Linked DNA regions of Sus scrofa: region 1 is linked to region 2. Evidence: chromatin contacts called from public Hi-C data. All regions are on one chromosome and are shown on one strand. The core of a region is the stretch at or near the end of the contact, and the rest is flanking DNA. Distances in the headings are between cores, read along the strand shown.

Region 1 (4,297 bases), core at 112-2,611, 2.1 Mb before region 2:
GGCAGGGATTCCGGGGAGAACCTCACAGTTGCAGCTCGGCCCTTGCAAGTCTGCACCCACCTCCAGGCCTCCACAGCCCTTCGCAGGCGGGCAGACCGAGGGACACTCCCAACTGCTTCGGGTTCGGGGCGTGGCACCCAAGTCAGGCTGCGAGCCGGGAGTCGCGAGACCCACAAAGATCGGAGCCACGCCCCCGCCCGAGCCCCCTCTCCCCCGACCCTTCAGGAGCCTGCGCAGACCCGCCGCCAACCGAAGATCGCTGGAACGTGCGTCGGGGGTGGGTCCACGGGAGGGGAGGAGCCGGCCAGAGCCACAGAGGTTTAGGAATGTGGAGTGTTGGGTTTCGATAAGGGGAGGGAACTAGCGCACCAGCGATCTGGTTGGGAGTTTAACTCTGCTTCACCCTAACCCCTTCACCGGCTGGGAAGCGGAAGCAGCTCCTGTATTGCGAGTGGCTCTTGTAGCCGGGCCTACAGCTCGGTTTGGGGCTCTTCAACAAAAGAAGCCACTGGGCACTTGTTAAAAAAGAGAAGCCTGGCGCCTACCCGAGTTTGCTAAATAAGGATTTCTATGAGCCTCTCCGGACGTGTGTATTTCTTAACAAGTGCCTAGGAGATCCTGATGGCTCATTGCGAGCTACTAGCTGCTCTTCTACAGCTAGCCCTTTGCCTCTTCGTCTTTCTCACTGCCCCTGGTTTTGAGTTCACGGGAAGGGTGCACTCAAAGATGGGAGGGCTTTGGACTCCCTCTTGCTCTGGAAATGAGTAATATTTAGGATCTAAAAGAAATGGAGAAACAGTCTGGATATTAAAACGATTCTCTGGACGCAGTACCCAACCAGAGAGGGCACTTGTGAGGACTGAGAGGTTGGTTTGTAGGCCCTCTTTAGGGATTCAAGGACAAATAACCTATTAAATCAGAACAAAAAGGCCGTTCTTCTTCCTTGCTCTTTCAGTGGGTTTCACTTTTCTATCAGCACTTCTGGTGGCACAGATGGCCAGGATGGTACAGCAAGTGAGGCAGTAAGCCCTTTTTCTCCAAAGCAAGGGAGGCAGAGAAGGGGGGCTGCCTGGGAACCATAACTGGCAAAGGAGTTTCTGTTCTCTTCTTTGCTCTAGAACCAAAAAGGTGAAGGTACAGATGCATGAGAAAAGAGTGGCTCATTGGTGGCTAACATGGTAGAAATGGAACGGCTTCAGATGAACTCGAGAGGCACTGCATGCCCCTGGTACCTTTTCCTGTAGGCACTGGCCTGCTACAGTGCCTGAAATTTCCCACTCTTAAATTCAGTCCTTTGGGACAGACCTTGAGCTAGAGGCCCTTGTTAACAATGCACATTTGTTACCCAGCAGAGCTCATCAATAGCTTAACAGGCTTATCTTCTCCCTAACTCAGAGCACTCTGCCATTTGGTGCCAATTGCTGTGGGAGCCCCAGTCCCCAGCAGCCAGATGGTTTTTCCCATTACCCCCAACATTCCCTTTTGCTGCTGCTTTGTACTCAAACCCTTCTCCCACCCAAACCATTTGTGATGACTGCTGTATTCTGTCCCTAGGTTTGCCTTTTCCAGAATGTCATATAAACAGGGTTATACAGTATAACCTGAGAGTGGCTTCTTTCACTCAGCATAAAGTTTTTGAGATCCAACCATGTTGTCATGTGTATCAGTAGTTCATGCCTTTTTATTCTCTCCTTTAAGGAAAGTTGTCACAAGGTGCTATACAACAGATCCAATTACATCCTATTTACCAGAATGTCTTGGTTCGTGCACACAAGTCAGAAAAAGAATTTTCTAGCCTAGCAAGGTGAAGAGAAAGACAAGTTTATTGAGATAAGAGATGCTGTTAGTGCAGCAGGATGACTTCCTGATAAACAGGGAGAGCCAACCCAGAGCTCGTGATCCTGTCTGTTTTTATAGCCCAGAGAAAAAGGAGAGGAGAGGTCTTACCATGCACCTGTTGACCTGCTGACTGGCTGGAGAAAGATGGGGTCTTTCAATAGACTTGCTGGTTGGGTGGAGGCATATATTGCCCTTATAAGGGCGGGGTGAGGAGTGGGCCACATACCTTTACTAGTAGGAGTCAGGAAGGAGTAGGCCAGGTTGTTCAAGGTGGGGGAAGGGGCTTTACAATGAGATGGGTGGGGCGATAAGTGTATGGTAGTTTCTGTCTTGGCCAGAGGCTTTTGAGTTCTGTCTCCTTAAAGAGGCTCTGAAGTCCCACACAGAACACAGAACCAGACCTAGCTACCAGGAAATGTAGTCTTTATTCTTGTGTCTGGCTAAGATTCTATTATCACAGAAAATGGAGAGAAAAGATAATGGGAGATAGCAGATTTTAACGAACAGTATTAATTGCAGTTTATCCAGAGGAAAAGCAAATAACAAGAGCATATCTCTAATCCAGATTAGCCTGAAAGAGATGGCTTACTTTAAGGAACTCAAGGAATTTTAGGAAGTAATTAGAAGAAACAAAAACGTGACAGATGGCTGGTGCTTTTGTAAGGCAGGACTGAAGTACAGAGATTATTTCAGGTCCTCTGTGTACTCTGGCAGACAGATTTTCCTTAACTAATCTAGGATGTTAGAGCACCACCATCTCCACCCTTTGACTTACCTGGGTAAGGATCCCCACAGTAAAAACAGGAAACTGTTCACAATTAGGGTTCAGGCATATACAGTCATTTAGGGTGGACTAAAGATGACCCAATGGTGTCCATTTTGAGAAAAAGAAACAAAAGCACAGCAGTAAATTGCTAATCTGAGGTGGAATCAAACCTAGGCATCAGAAGAAGTAATGCTTTTCAGGTATAGTGTAAAACTGTACCTGAATATTTCTCTTCCACCCCATCCACCCAGCTTCTGGTGATATGCATGCCCCTCAGGAAAACAGAACTTGTAGTAAAAAATAAAGAATATTACTACTAAGTAGCCAAATCCCTTTGCTAGGAGACAAACCATCCTTTCCCCACAGACTGAGTAGTAAAACTGAAAACACATCTCTAAAGGGCTATGCTCTTCTGCTATGATAACACCTTCCCCCCCCCCCCCCATGAGGCATGTGGAAGTTTCCTGGCTAGAGACTGAACCCAAGTCACAGTAGGGACCCAAGCTGTTGCAATGACAATGCTGGGTCTTTAACCCACTGTGCCACAAGGGAACGCCCTAAGATAACATCTCTTAAAAAGGCCATATGGTATAAAAGAATGACACTTTCTTTTGAAAAAGAGTGTGGAGAGATGTAAATCTGGGTAAAGAGTACCAGCAAAGAGAAGAAATGCTCAGAGAAATAAGGTCAAGGGGTGTCCAAGAAGAGGGGTCTTAGAACTGCAAGAGGGGGCCTGGGAGGAGCAGGGATTGATGGTAGAAGCAACCTGCAGCAGTTCAGAAGGCAGCAGCATAGGCAACACAGGCAAGCAGAACAGCAGCAAAGCACAGCAAAACTGTCCTTTGAAAGAGAACATTGCAAAGCTATACTCCACTCCTGCCTCCACCTGTTTGGAGAGAAACACCCATGAAAGAAGAATAAAATCCTATATGGCAGGATTTTTTTTTTTAAGGCTACTTATTCTTTGACATGCCATCCCTTTGAGAGGTGAGCTATAATGCCCTCCCCTTGAATCTGGGCAAACTTGTGACTGCTTCAACAGTGAGTGACACAGCAAAAGTGACACAACTGATTCTCAATGCTAGATCATATAAGGCCATGCAGCTTCTGTCTTGTTCATTTGTGTTGCAAAGATGTCACATTCTGACTTTTCCCCTGGACCATGATTTTCCTTGGGGCAGTAACTGTCTTATTTGTGCTGTAACAGCACCTTGTCTGTGGGAGGCAATTTAGGTTTTTTTGAGTGCAAGTGTTGACTTGTTCCGGAAAAGTATTTATCACATTCTCTGTGTAATCTCAAATCTTCCCTGAGGCTATAGATCACTGATTCTTAAGTTTTAGCTGCACATTAGGATCGCCTGCAGATCGCTTCAAACTCATTCCTCAGAGTGGGCCCCAGGCATCAATATGTCAAAGCTCTTCAGGTGATTCTGGCGTGCAGCCTCGGTTAAGAATCCCTGCGAGGTCTCCAAGGAGGGTCCTTCCAGTAGCACCAAAGAAGACAATTTGTGTGCGCTGAAAGCGTCGAGTTGGACCCCCTGATCAGTCTTTTTGCCGTTTCTAGGGCCGCTTCCTGCGGCATATGGAGGCTCCCAGGCTAGGGGTTGAATCAGAGCTGTAGCCGCCGGTCTACGCCACAGCCACAGCCACGCGGGATCCGAGCCGCAGACGCGGCCTACATCACAGCTCACG
Region 2 (4,258 bases), core at 605-3,104:
TATTATTAAGAAAAGGGGATAAGGGGTGCTGCTGGACAAAACAATACCAAAAATGATGTTCACTACAAAATATGGGTGGGGATAAAAAAGGAGAAAAGTATCTACTGTATTTGCAAATACAGAGGTTACAGGAGTTCCTAATGAAATTCACAGCAGAGAGAGTAGCGGGCCTGTAGGGGAGAGTGGGTGGTGCAGGAGGGTGAAAGGACCCAGGCATGCTGAAAGTAGGTATCACTTTCAAGATGACTGGCTGTGAAGAGAAGCAGCCACAACGTTTTGGCCTGAGTTCTCTAAAAAGGTAGTCCTGGTATAACGATTTGAGGTTTACTGCGAAAGTGACCCCAAGACAGGTGGGATAGAAAACCGGAAAAGGAGGGAACCTAACAAGAGAAGATGCAGAAAGGAGTAAGTTGCAGCTGCGGACAATCAGAACTCTTCTGCAGCGACCTTGAAATAGAGCGTAGGATATATGCCTCCCGGCAGATTCATTCTCTGGAGGTTAGGAAGCCGGGCACTAGATACCCGCATTCCTCAGGGATGTCGGATTGCTGGGACGGGTGTGAAGGAACGTCATCATTACAGCACTCCTGGGTCTTGCCCCATTTCTCCTCTAAGCGAGCTTCCCATGGCCAGTGGAGCCTATGGGCAAAATGGAAGAAAGGAGGGCAATTTTACAATATAAGTAGATACCATGAGCACAGGGAGAGCAGGACAGGAAAGGTCGCAGGATATTCTTTCTCTAAAGAGTAAGACATCGGAAGCACATGGGTGATGTAGCTAATTTTTGAGGAAGTGTAGGAAGTTTGCGGGAAATCTGGTAGAGTCCTCTCTCTATTCCTCAAAATGCACCAAAAATGTTTCCTAAAAGGAAGTCAGGTAGGATCAGAACCAAGGGACTTTAAAGAACCTCCTTCCGGAGTTCCCGTCATGGCGCAGTGGTTAACGAATCCGACTAGGAACCATGAGGTTGAGGGTTCGATCCCTGGCCTTGCTCAGTGGGTTAAGGATCCGGAGTTGCCGTGAGCTGTGGTGTAGGTCGCAGACGCGGCTCGGATCCTGCGTTGCTGTGACTCTGGTGTAGGCCAGTGGCTACAGCTCCGATTAGACCCCTAGCCTGGGAACCTCCATATGCCACAGAAGCGGCCCTAGAAATGGCAAACAACAACAACAAAAAAGAACCACCTTCCGCCAACTCAGAAGGGGAAATCGGTCCGGAGGACGAAAAGCGAGTGGCCCAGCGCCGGTAAACGGCAGGGCGGAGTCCAGGGATCCTAGGGTCTGTGTGTGATCGGCGAATCTGAAGTCACCCCCTGGCTATGCACCATCCAGGAGGTCTCAGCAGGCTACGGAAGCATTCGACCCAAACGAAACCAACAGCCGCTTCTACGCCTCGGGTTCTCTGCGGTCCTTAAGCAGGAAAGTAAAAGAAGCCCATTTTGGACAAAGAATGGGGACTTACAACTTTCTGTTTTCATCCAGAAAACGTCCCTTTGAAAGAGTAGGTTGAAAACTACCAGAACAAGCCCTAAAAAGGGATCTTCCTCTGGCACCGCCCCCTTGGCCGTGACCCCGGGCTCGGGAGGACCGCCCCAGCTTCCGGTCCCACTCAGGGGCCTGTTCGGGAAGCTGAGGCTAAAGCCGCGCCCCCTCCTCCAGCCCCCGCACCATCTGCAGCTGGCAGCCCGCTCAGAGAGGGAGCCTGGCGCGCCCCCCGCGCACAGGCCCCCTCCCATCCGCCCGCCCTGGAGCCGGCCGCGCGGAATCACGGGGCGGAGGCGGAGCCGCGCCGACAGTGGGCGCGGCGTCGGGGCTGCGCTCGCTGCTCTGGCAGACGCGCGGGCGCCCGGGCGCCCGCGGCCGGCTACCCTAGAAGCGTGAGGGGCGGGCGCCCAGGCCGCTGGCGGGGGCGCGGCTGGAGCGTGTGGGGCGGGGCCGGCGGGGCCGACGGGTCGGGAGCGCGGCAGTCGCCCCGGCTGGTCCCACGCTGAGCAGCCGCTTGGCCGGCTGTTTCCTGCAGCGGCTGCAGGGGTGGCCCCGGCGCGCGGCCCTTCACCATGTACACCTTCGTGGTGCGCGACGAGAACAGCAGCGTTTACGCCGAGGTCTCCCGGCTGCTGCTCGCCACCGGCCACTGGAAGAGGCTACGGCGGGACAATCCCAGGTTCAACCTGATGCTGGGAGAAAGGAACCGGCTGCCCTTCGGGAGACTGGGTGAGCTTCCCCGTTTCGCGCCCTCCCGCTCCTCCCGGTAGAACGGGCGCTTTTGTTTTAAGGTCAGAAACCTTCCCTCCGTCGTTTCTCGGGCAGATAGATAAAAAATGCATCCCTTAAAGGACTAAGCCCATCGTTTTTCGTGCCTTCTCATCTCCTAAATCGGATTCGGGGCGGGAATGTAGGTGCGGGCTCCTGGAGCCGCGGCTGCCTCTTTACCATGACCCGTCCCTGCAGCCGGGGGCGGGGAGCCCAGGCCTCGCGTCTCCCGGATTCCCCAGGCCCGACGTCCCCAAATCCGGCAGGTCCGCTGGACAGATCGCCGGGCGGGGCGCGGCTACGCGGAGCCCGCTGCTGAAATCTCGCCGGAGTCCTCTTGCACATTTTCTTCACTAAGGATCCTGCCCTGCCTATGTTGGCGCGGGAGGGGAGCTTGTGTGTGTTGAAAACCCTGAGGATTCAGCTACCCAGAGGCTCAGTTAAACTGTCAAAGGATTTGGAAGAGACCTGGATTCTGAAAGCCTGAGCTTCAGCAGTGAGCCCAGCCCAGGGAAGGGCGGAAGGGTGTCTTCTCTTAGCTTCACCAAAGAACACATTCTCACGATCGTGGGTTGAATGCAGATGGTAGGTGACGCTGGATTCTCAGCCCTACTCTCTCTGCGGGAGTTACCTTCATTCACGTGGTTGAAGCTGGCACCACCGCGTCTACATCTTCCTCTGGAGGAAGGTGCTGGGGAAGCAGAGGACCGGCGGCTCCTTTTTAGATGATGTAAACCAGAAGTTGTGCACAGCACTTCAGACTCACATCCCATTGACCTGAACGTAGTCTCACGGCCTCTGACTGCACAGTCATGGGGGAATTGCAGCCTCACTAGGGGTAGCCATGTTCCCTGCCAGAAATTCCCCTGGGGTGGGGACCTGATCATATTGCCAGAGACAAATCCGTCAAGAGGAAAAGTCATCCCTGCCTTGGAGGGCTTCTCAGAGAGCCGTGTTCTATGTCCGGAGAGGGTACGGTTTTTAGAAAATAGGTGTGGTCAGAGGGTGGAGAGGTTGAATAGGGAAAGACTGAAAATAGACCATTTGGAATTGACTAGCCCTTGATGGGCTTATGGGGGGGGGACTGTAATGATTTGAGGGATGAAGGGTATTTCTACTTAGGCTTGCTGAAACTTTTTCTTTGGGAAAGGACCACCGACAACTTTCTATTGTTGTACAAGTGTGCCATGTATGATGAGGACTCCATGGAAGGGCTGATTCCAACCCCTAGAAGTCTTGGAATACAGAGAATGTGCCTGGAAGTTCCCTTTTGCGAAACTGTCTCCCCAGGAAGCCCTCAGCAAAAGAAGAAACCCTGAGTATAGTCGAGAATGTTTATTTCTGACTTGTTCTGTATGCTTCCCTGCCTGACTGACTTTCCTCCTTGAACTGAGCAGTGCCCGGCGGTCAGAGCTTAGGTGGAATCCTAAAATTAAAAGCTGACGAAAAATGGCTCTGTGGGGGCTGCAGCAGGGGTGGTTGGCACTGCTGCGAGGTTCCAGGTGAGGGAGAAAGAGACCAAACCTAGAGGGTCCAAATCCTAAACAGTGACCGTGAAGTCAGCAGATGATCAGTAAACATTTATTTGTTTTTTGGCTGCACCTGTAGCATGCAGAAGTTCCCAGGCTGGGGGTAGAATCTGAGCCGCAACTGTGACCTGTGCCACAGCGGTGGCAACACCAGATTCTTAACCCATTGCACCATAGTAGGAGCTTCAGTAAACTTTTTTTTTTTTTTTTTTTCTCTTTAGGGCCACACCTGCAGCACATGGAAGGTCACAGGCTAGGGGTTGAATTGGAGCTGCAGTTGCTGGCCAATGACACAGCCACAGCATTTTGGGACCTGAGCCACATCTTTGAACTGCACCACAACTTGCAGCAATGCCAGATCCTTAACCCACTGAGCAAGGCCAGAAATTGAACCTGCATCTTCATGGATACTAGTTGGATTCTTAACCTGCTGAACCACAGTGAGAACTCCAACATTTAATTTTTATGGGAAAGAAAAT

Evidence for each region. Hi-C and Micro-C count contacts between places; a contact is called where the count stands out from the background.
Region 1: a contact with region 2 is called in a Hi-C map of liver, with 6 times the contacts expected there. The contact joins the promoter of ZNF514 here to the promoter of TTL in region 2. A contact is called at or near these places in 1 of 5 promoter capture datasets (liver) and 1 of 47 Hi-C or Micro-C datasets (liver).

What each region holds. Positions count from the first base shown.
Region 1 is chr3:46,106,982-46,111,278 of Sscrofa11.1, reverse strand. It overlaps ZNF514 (zinc finger protein 514), which reads right to left and starts at 1,361. Exons shown (of 4, transcript XM_021087083.1): 1 at 1-1,361.
Region 2 is chr3:44,020,207-44,024,464 of Sscrofa11.1, reverse strand. TTL (tubulin tyrosine ligase) reads left to right here and starts at 1,854. Exons shown (of 7, transcript NM_001004041.1): 1 at 1,854-2,211. The coding sequence starts at 2,055.